Regions from separate parts of the Manis pentadactyla genome. Here region 1 is linked to region 2. The links are chromatin contacts, called in public Hi-C maps. All regions are on one chromosome and are shown on one strand. Each heading gives the region's core, a stretch centred on a gene start, on an enhancer-like site or on the middle of the called end of the contact. The rest is flanking DNA. Distances are from core to core; before and after follow the strand shown. Region 1 holds the start of UCN3 (urocortin 3). Region 2 holds the start of LOC118913919 (malignant T-cell-amplified sequence 1-like).

Region 1 (4,278 bases), core at 1,611-4,110, 280 kb after region 2:
ATCTGGAAGGAGGCATTAGAGAACCTGTATCAGAAAGGGCCGGAAATGACTGCAGGGTAATGGGTGTGTTATTTCTGCATGAATGCTAATTATGAGCCATTAACCCAGCCTGCAGGTTGGGAGAAACCCAGGTCAAGGCAAGGCTCTCTCCTACCCAATGACTAGAACAATTTCACCCGGTTATAAGGGGGCTGTATTCATTTTTTTGTGGGATGCAATGAAAGCAGAGCTTAGAGGAGAAGTTGTAGCTTTAAATGCTTATGTTATAAACTAATAGAGAGAAAAATGAAAACGAAATGAATTAATCCAGCAGAATACAGAAAAAGAAAACGGGAATAAATAGGGGGAAAAAAGGGGGCAAATAGCACAATTAAGATGACAGAAAGTTCAAATATATCAGTAATCACTGTTAGTTCAAACGTGTTAGAGACCTTGATGAAACAGAGATTGCTAGACTAGATTTTTTTAATTTTAATATATACTATTTAAATTATATTAAATTATATTTAAATATATTAATTTAAATTAATATAAAAGAATTTTGACACAGAAAAGACTGGAAAAAATACACTATGCAAATGTTAACCAACAGAAAACTGGAGTAGCTATTAAGGCAGATTTTAAGACAAAAAGTGTTACTGGGCAAGAAGGGGTTTACAGCAAAATGATAAAGGGGACCATTTTTGTGTACCCAACACTCCAACTATAAAAAGAAAAACTGACAGATCCACAAGAAGAAAGTGACAGATCCACAAACAATGGGAGATTCACACACATCCTCTAAAAACTGCCAAGTCAACTAAAAATCAGTCAGGGAAAATAAGGGGAGGTTGGAACAATCAGGGTGACAATAATAGTCTTGTGTGCATGTAAAACTTTACCAACTTCCTACAACTACTATCTTGACATCAGCCTTGTTGGAAAAATTGGGGAGGTACACTAATCTACATTTTATAAAACAGGAAACAGGAGCGGAGAATGTGACAGTCACAACCAGATGACCAAGCCAGCAACAGAGGCAGAAGTGGGAACTCTTTCCTGACGGCAAGGCAAAACCTCTCTCCTACAAATCAAGCCCTATGATTCCCTAATTCCCTTTTCCTGTCTTTTTCTTTTACTGTCTAGCTCAGGAGTTGAGACAATAATTACTTTATTATGTGTAAGTGCTCTGAGCACTTTGGGGAAATGAGCCATTTCTATTCATATATGATGCTGATCAGCTTTCTCTTAAAACCTTGGCCCTCCACATACTCTCTGCAGAATAGTCTCATCCCTAAACAACATTCTCTAATGCTGGCATAGAAGATACAATGGTTCACCAAGGCCAGAGCAGAGTGCCAGAGTAGCAGAATACCACATGCAGAGTGGGAAGGGAAATCATCATTTACTGGAAAGGCCACCCTAGGAGGTTTTGCTCACTAATCACTCTCTTTCTGTCCAAGACTCTTTCCAATCCTCCATCAGATGTAGCCAGATGCAGTCTTCAAATTATAAAGCAAATGGACTGCTTCTTGAGGCTTTACTCTCCAAGGAAGTTACTGTTAGGACCACACCTCACTCCTGGCCCAGCTCTGTGAGGGCCCCACGTGGAGCCCTGTCCACTCACACACTGACAGCTCATGGGAACTTTTGCCAGTCCCAGAGCCAACCCAGAATGGGCCAAGGGGCTGACGGCTCCCACCTCATCCATGTGAAGTCTCGGGGTCCTTCTCCACAAGCGCTTTCCATTTGTCCCGCAAAATACCCATGAGTATTAGAGAGCTTTGATCATTCCAGAAATCCACTCACCCTTTCATCTAGAGGGATTTCAGGAGATAAGAGTGCCCCTCTAGGACAGAAGCTGAGATCTTGCCTGAAGGCCAGGGGAAAACATGGGTTCAGACCAAGGTTCAGGGTGGATAGGAAAAGAGCCCTGGGCACACCTGAGGCCTGGAGTTTCATTCAACTGTCCCCAAGTGCCTCTGTGGTCCCCTGTGTGTCACTCCTCTCATAGCCCATGCCCTCTTCTGGAAAATCAGGGCATCACCTGCCTCAATTCCCCTCCACCTACACCATTACATTTGGAATGCAATCCAGATCCCCAGGCCCAGTTCTGGCTCTTTCCAGTGTGACCTGGCCTTCCAACCACCACTGCCCACCCTCCTTCCACTGGCGCCTCTCTTCTTCCTCTGTCTGAACCTCTGCTCTCCTCCCTGGCACATGCCACCTGTTCTGAGTCTCCAGGACAAGGGTACTCCTTCTGTAGGACGGCACTGGCCATGCTGAAATTAGGCTGTTTTTACATATATTTCCAACTTGCAAGTGCCCGGGAAGAGCAGGGGCCTCAACTTACTTCTTTGAATTCCTGAGTGCCCTGGCAATACCTGGTATGCACAGGTTCTCAAAATATATTCATCAGATGGACGAACAAAAGTGGGTAAAATTCAAGTGATTTCCATCAAAAAATTAGGTACTTTGTGCCTGCCCGTTTGTGTGGGTAGCTTGAGATAACACTGCAGGTCAGGACCCATGAGATTTATAGGACAAGAGATAGCTTCAGGCTACCTTCTCTACTTTCAAAGGGGTCCTGGCTCCAGCTTTCTAAAGGGAGGTGTAGAGTGATGGGATGTAGGAAAGCTGAGATTAGTAGGAACTTTGATCAGCAGTGAAATCTTCAGAGGCTGCTTCTCAGTTTAATACTGTTCTTTCTGTTCATCAGCGAAGCAAGTTGCTGGGCAGGAGGGAAGGCAGGAGGTAATGGGAGGGTGGGTGGGGACGCAGGTAGGAGGGGTCAAGGATGCACAGTGCCTGTCATCTCCATGATACAGGCAGCTCGTGTGGTTGTATTTTAAACGAAATTGCATCCCCGTGTAGACACAACGTCTGGAATTACAAGCCTCCCTGTGATCTGTCACTTTTATATATATGCTCGAGGGAGCGGAGTGGTTTCCATAGAGAGGAAGTCTCACAGCCCACTTAGGAACAATACAAGAAGGAGCCGTGACCCAGCGGACACAGAAGTTCTGGGGGATGTCCCTGGGGCCCACCTCCTGGTCCTGAACTGCAGCCGCCTCAGTGAGCATTTCCACTCCGGAGAGAAGGCCACACTCTCAGGTGAGTCTTGGCTGGGGACTTCTTCATGAAGGATACATTCACTTGTCTTAACTGAGGCAGGAGGGGTTGGGGGAGAGATGAGGGTGCCCGCTGAGGGGCACAGTGCTGAGCACCATGGCTGCATGTTAAAGAAGGAGAAACCGGCCCCCAAGACACCAGGGAGATGCTTCTTAGGTGGCCAAGAGACCCTCCCTGTGTTGGGAGATAACTGCTGTGCAAAAGGTAGAAGAGGGGAGGCAGAATGGGCTCAAACAAATGCACTTTTCTGAGCAAAGTTTGGCTGTGAACATGACAAGCCTGTTTGCAAACAGACTTGGGGTGAAGAGTTGAAACTAGGGGACATTATTCCCCATGCTGGCAGGATGCCTACACTGGCCACTTAGCTGCAGAGTCTACAGCCATAACATCTGCATTCCTTCCCTCCACATACCTGGGAGGCAGGTGGTATCTCCTTCCAGGGACATGGCAACTGGGAGGGTGGGGGGTTCTCCAACCCAGGTCCTCTGCCCCTAGAGCACAGAGTCCTTCCCCCTGGCTATGCTGGGGCACCAGAGGAAGGGGCCAGATACCTGTAATGAACAGGTACTCCCTGTGAAGGGAGGAACCATAACAAGAGATGTTTGACGTCCAAGCTTTCTGAGAAAATGTGTCTACAGTGTTCTCAAATGTAGCAACCTGGCGCATGCACACACACAGGGACATACATATACACCCAGAATGGCTGAGATAAGGAAATGAATATGAAGACTGCCGAGAATCAGTGTTATTTGAAACATATCAACTTTCTCTGGCTGTTCCTCCCTCCCTAGGGGATAACTCCGTCATGTATGAGCCCTCACTGTTCACTTTGAGGATGAATTGTTAGAATTCTGTACATCTGTGTGAGTGAGTGTGTGTGTTACACATAAATACCTCCAGAGTCTAGAAAACATCTCATTACAAGAATACCTGTTGAAATGCTTAAAGGTTCCCTAGGTCCTACAGCCAGGGTTTTATAAAATGTTTTTTAACTCAACTTCTTCCTAGTTTGCAGATGAACTGAGTAAAGTGGGGGAGGCCTCTGGCATCCTCTGGCTCATGGCCCACCCTCTGCCCGCCACCCTCTTCCCTCCTAGGTGCTCAGTTTCAGTCTGATCCCCACCAGCTTGCATCCTAGGGCGTGACTCTGCTGCAGCTCCAGGGAGG
Region 2 (4,542 bases), core at 325-2,824:
ACTTCTTGTCCCACGATTCTGTCCTTTTTCTGGCTAGCATTTGTAACAGCCCCATAAATCCTTTTATTTCAGAGATCTCTCAGTCTTTAGCATTTTGGTCGTGTCACAGTGTTCATCCAAAGTAGGGAGACTGTTTATCCCCATGCCCTTTTGAAAGCCTGAAAACTCCAGAAATCTTTTAGCAGACCCTCCTGACACAGGTCACATACCCATTTATAAATGATTCAAAACCATGTAAGAAAAGACCCCCATCTTCCTAAGAGTTCCTAAGTAGAGATGATCCTACTGGGTCACAGGTCCCATGCCCACTTATAAATTAATCAAATTTATAGTAAATAGACTACCATGATGGGCCTAGACTAATCAGCATTTTCCTGATTCATGTAGAAAAGGGATGGACAGTTCTGCCAGCAAGGAGGGAGGGGGCAGTGTATTGGGTGGAAAATCAATGCCTGCTGTATGCACACTTTCGACTGGATTTTCTGCTTCTAGTACACTTGTTCAAGCTTCAAATCTTCTTGTCCCATACACATGCACATTAATGGAGCTGTTCAGGGCCCCTTTCTGGTCATTTCCTTTCCCTCAACTCTTCACTCACCATTTTAGGTTTGTCTGTGAACTGTATGCTCTTGACTTTAAAATCTATTTTTCTACTAGATATTTTACTTGTATTTGAGCTGATATCTTAACAGACAAGACAGCAAGTCTACACTAATCACCCCTCTGGAAACACTCACCCCAAAACACACACACATATACACCTACTCACATGTACTCACTCAATGACACAGAGACAGACATATGGATTTGTTCTAAATCTTTACTTTGTCTCTTTTTTAAAGCCTCTGTTGAATTTATTCAGCAAAACAGAGGTATTATTTTCATGCTATCACAAAGGGACACAAAACAGAGCACAAAGTCCATAATTAGTCCAAGCGCATTCCTCCTCAGGCTCATTTATATGTCTTCATATGCCACAGCCCGTCGTTTAAATAATGGATATTTTCAATGCCAATTCCTTTGTTGACCTTCTCAATATCTTCTGCAGACATCTTCATGACTCCAACACAGAGAGCATGCTGTTTTCCTTCTGCCATGATTGCAACAATCGTATCGGCGGCAGCGGGGTAGAGCTGGGCTCCGGGAGAAGTTAAGCCCGGACACATGACATTTGCTCCACTGAGTACAAACTTGATGGCTCCTTTATCAACCTGCTGGTGCGGCAGAATGAAAGGGTATTTGTGAAGCAGCCTTAAAGTTGGATAAAACGGCCCCTCTCTTTGTCTAAAAAAGAGTAACTCTCCATTCACTGTGAGGATCTCTACATGTTCGTGGCATCGCACTATTTTGACCGGATCTTTCTTAGGCATTATTTGATTAAGCCATGGTTCAATACCTGGAAATTGCTCTATCAACTGGTTCTTAATACCCTTAATAACTGAGGTTTTCAACTGGATGCAGTTGGTCACATTTTCTTTCTCATCAAATTTCTTGAACATGATCCGAGGTGAAGGCGCGACGGCAGTTAAGGGCCCGGAGTGGGAAGAGGCAGAAGAGGCGCGGTCCGGCGGAGAAGCTTACCGAGGACGCCGGCTGGAGCGGTCGGAGCGGCTGTCGCTAACCGGAAGGGAGCGCGCTTTACGGCTCGACGTGAAATCTACTTCCGCTCCTTGCGGAAGAGCTGCGGCGCTTGGGCGGGCTCCACCGATCTTGGCGGAGCGCGTAGGTGAGAGGAGGGGCTCAGGAGGGGAGGTGACGGAGCAGGCCCTCCAGTTGCGGCAAGGGAAGAGGGAGGGGCTGCCTCTTTTTTTTTATTACGGGAAGTAGAACCGTGGTCGTGGTCCGCCCAATTACCCCCGCCGGAAACCGGGAACGCCGCTGTGCAGCTGTGCCTCTGCGCGCCGGGTGGTCACCGCCAGGAGTGACCCTTTCGCCTTCTTCCCCTGACGCATCCCGCAGCCTCTGACATCTCGTGGCTCAGGGTCGCACACTCGGAGACATTTGCTGGCTGTCACTCCTGAATGCAACCTTCTGAGTACCCTCCACCTGCTCCAGAGAGGAGTCCGGAGAAATCCAAACGTTTTAGGATTTCAATCCTTTTGAACATATCCAAACTCATCGTACCGCCCAGAATACGCCTTCTCTTGGTGAATGTTCCCAGCGCTCCAGAAAAGCATGTGCATTCTGCTTTGTTTGGACCCAGTGCCTATATGTGACAAAGATGTCCCGTTGGTGGGTAGACTTGCTCAGGTCTCCTCTGTCCTTACTGTTTTTTCTCTCGTTCTGTCAGTTACAGAGCGGCACACTGAAGTCTCCAACTATGATTATGAATCTGTTTCTCTTCTCAGTTCTTCAGCTCTGGGTTCATGTATTGTGACGTTTCGTTATTAAGTCCACACCCATTTGATTAATATGGAAATCACCCTGTTAATCAGTATTATATCCTTGTAGATTTTGCTTGTCATCATAGTGTGAGGCCCCTAAGGGTAGGAATTGTGTATTTTATCTCTGTCTTTTCACCCAGCACAGAATTTGTTTCATAATGCACCATTAAGTGACAGATGAATGGGTGAAAGAATGCTTCATCCTCTCCCAAATCTGGGCCTTCTGTTTTCCCTGAAAGTGCTGCGTGAAAAGAATAAGGGCAAATCTTTGCTGTGTGGACATGTCTCTCCAATGAACATATACATATATTATAAAGTAAGGAATTGGCTAACACGATTATAGAGGCTGAGAAGTCCCAACATAAATAGCCAATGATAACCTGGAAACCCAGGAGAGCCAGTGGTGTAATTCAGTTCAAATCTGAAGGCCTGAGGACCAGGAGAGCTGATGGTGTAAATTCCAGTCTGGGTCCAAGTCCAAAGGTAGGAGTAGACCAATGTCCCAGCTCACAGGCAGTTAGGCAGAAGGAATTCCTTCTTACTCAGGGGAGAACTTAGCCTTCTTGTTCTATTCAACTGAGGGGATGAGTTCTGTCCACATTGGGGAGGGCAATTTGCATTACTCTGCCAATTAAAATGTAAAGCTCATCCAAAACACCCTCACAGAAATACCCAAATCACATTTGACCAAATATCTGGGCACCCCATGGACCAGTCAAGTTGACAAATAAAATTAACCATCGCAAGAACATCCTATCCTAAATGAGGCAGTGTGGATGTGTGCTGATCCTAGAATCCCGAAGTGCATCCTGCTTCATCACTTACTGCATTGAAATCCTGAAAGTTACTGAATTTGCCTGTGCTTCAGTTTATTCATTTTGAAAGTGTTAACAAGAATACTCATCTCCTAGTGATGGGTGAGAGTTGCTTGAATTACTGCTTAGAACATTTGAGTTGTAAGTATTCCACATAGGTATTATTACTAAATTAACATCAAAACAGTTACATGATTATTTTAATATACTCTTCACAGAGGGTGCAGTACAACTGGCCAGATTTGAGCTTTCCTATTTATAGCTGAGTTTGTGATCTTCCTCTCTGGAACTGTGTTCCAACCACTTTGATCCTGTGAAGAGTCATATTATTTCCAGACACATCTCTGGTTATTATACAAGCAGCTAACCTTGTCTATTATAGTTTTTATGTGCCTAGTTCTATAGGATCATTCTTCTTCTTTATTTCTCAAGGGTTATTCTGTTGTTTTTGTGAAGTTAGAACTGTGTGAGCAGCATATACCAGATGATCAATGGAGGAAAAGCTATTACTAGCTAGAATGACCAGGGTGACCTGTCTGTAGATGTCTAGTAGCTTAATCAGAAATGATTTGACCTGAAACTGGTCATCAGAAGAATGCCCAAAGGATTTTTTAATGAAGCTGTTTCAGAAAAGGAACTCCAAGAAAGTTGGGTCTAGCACTGAAAAAATATTTTTGAAGTTAATATATCTGAAATCATACTTTTAATTCTGGACAATGTAACTCTTTCCCAAGATGCAGTTTTTCTTGGCCCATGAGCATCTGTTTGTCATCTACTATGAAAAGGACACTAAAGCACTAGTTTCTGCTTAAATTCCAGAGGTAAAAATTTAAAAACCTTTTTTTAGACTTTCTAATCATCTTTAAAATCATGGAGACTGATTCTTAAACTTTATAGAAGAAACTGTCTTTGAGGCTGACATATGAAAAATATATACAAATATTGCTTTAAATAAACTACCATATTAAAACACTAAAAACGCTACCATTTTATTCTGGTTAAATAAAATAAATTCAAAATTAACTATATGGGTTTTTAAAAGAAGAGGAAAGTGAAGACACAAACTGAGAAGTCAGACTGTTTTTTAAGCCTGAGGTGTACCACCTAAATTTTATCAGCCTCCCTGAGTATCACTTTATTTCCTTGTGAAATCTGAGTAATATAGTATATACTTCACAAGTGTATGGAGTGATTATGAGGAATAAAAAATACAGCATATAAAGGACTTACCTAATAGTAAGGAACAAGGTACACTTAAAAGTGCTTCATTTATTCATTTGAAAAACATGCTTTATGTCTAAGTCTAAGATTATATTACATACATAAAAATTTGCAGAAAATTA

The links. A called contact is a pair of places that touch in the nucleus more often than the background predicts.
Region 1: a contact with region 2 is called in a Hi-C map of blood, with 3 times the contacts expected there. The contact joins the promoter of UCN3 here to the promoter of LOC118913919 in region 2. A contact is called at or near these places in 3 of 3 Hi-C or Micro-C datasets (blood, fibroblasts and skin fibroblasts).

What each region holds. Positions count from the first base shown.
Region 1 is chr3:93,037,656-93,041,933 of mManPen7.hap1, forward strand. It overlaps UCN3 (urocortin 3), which reads left to right and starts at 2,861. Exons shown (of 2, transcript XM_036888279.1): 1 at 2,861-3,093.
Region 2 is chr3:92,759,295-92,763,836 of mManPen7.hap1, forward strand. LOC118913919 (malignant T-cell-amplified sequence 1-like) reads right to left here and starts at 1,575. Exons shown (of 1, transcript XM_036888276.2): 1 at 806-1,575. The coding sequence starts at 1,499. The coding sequence ends at 954.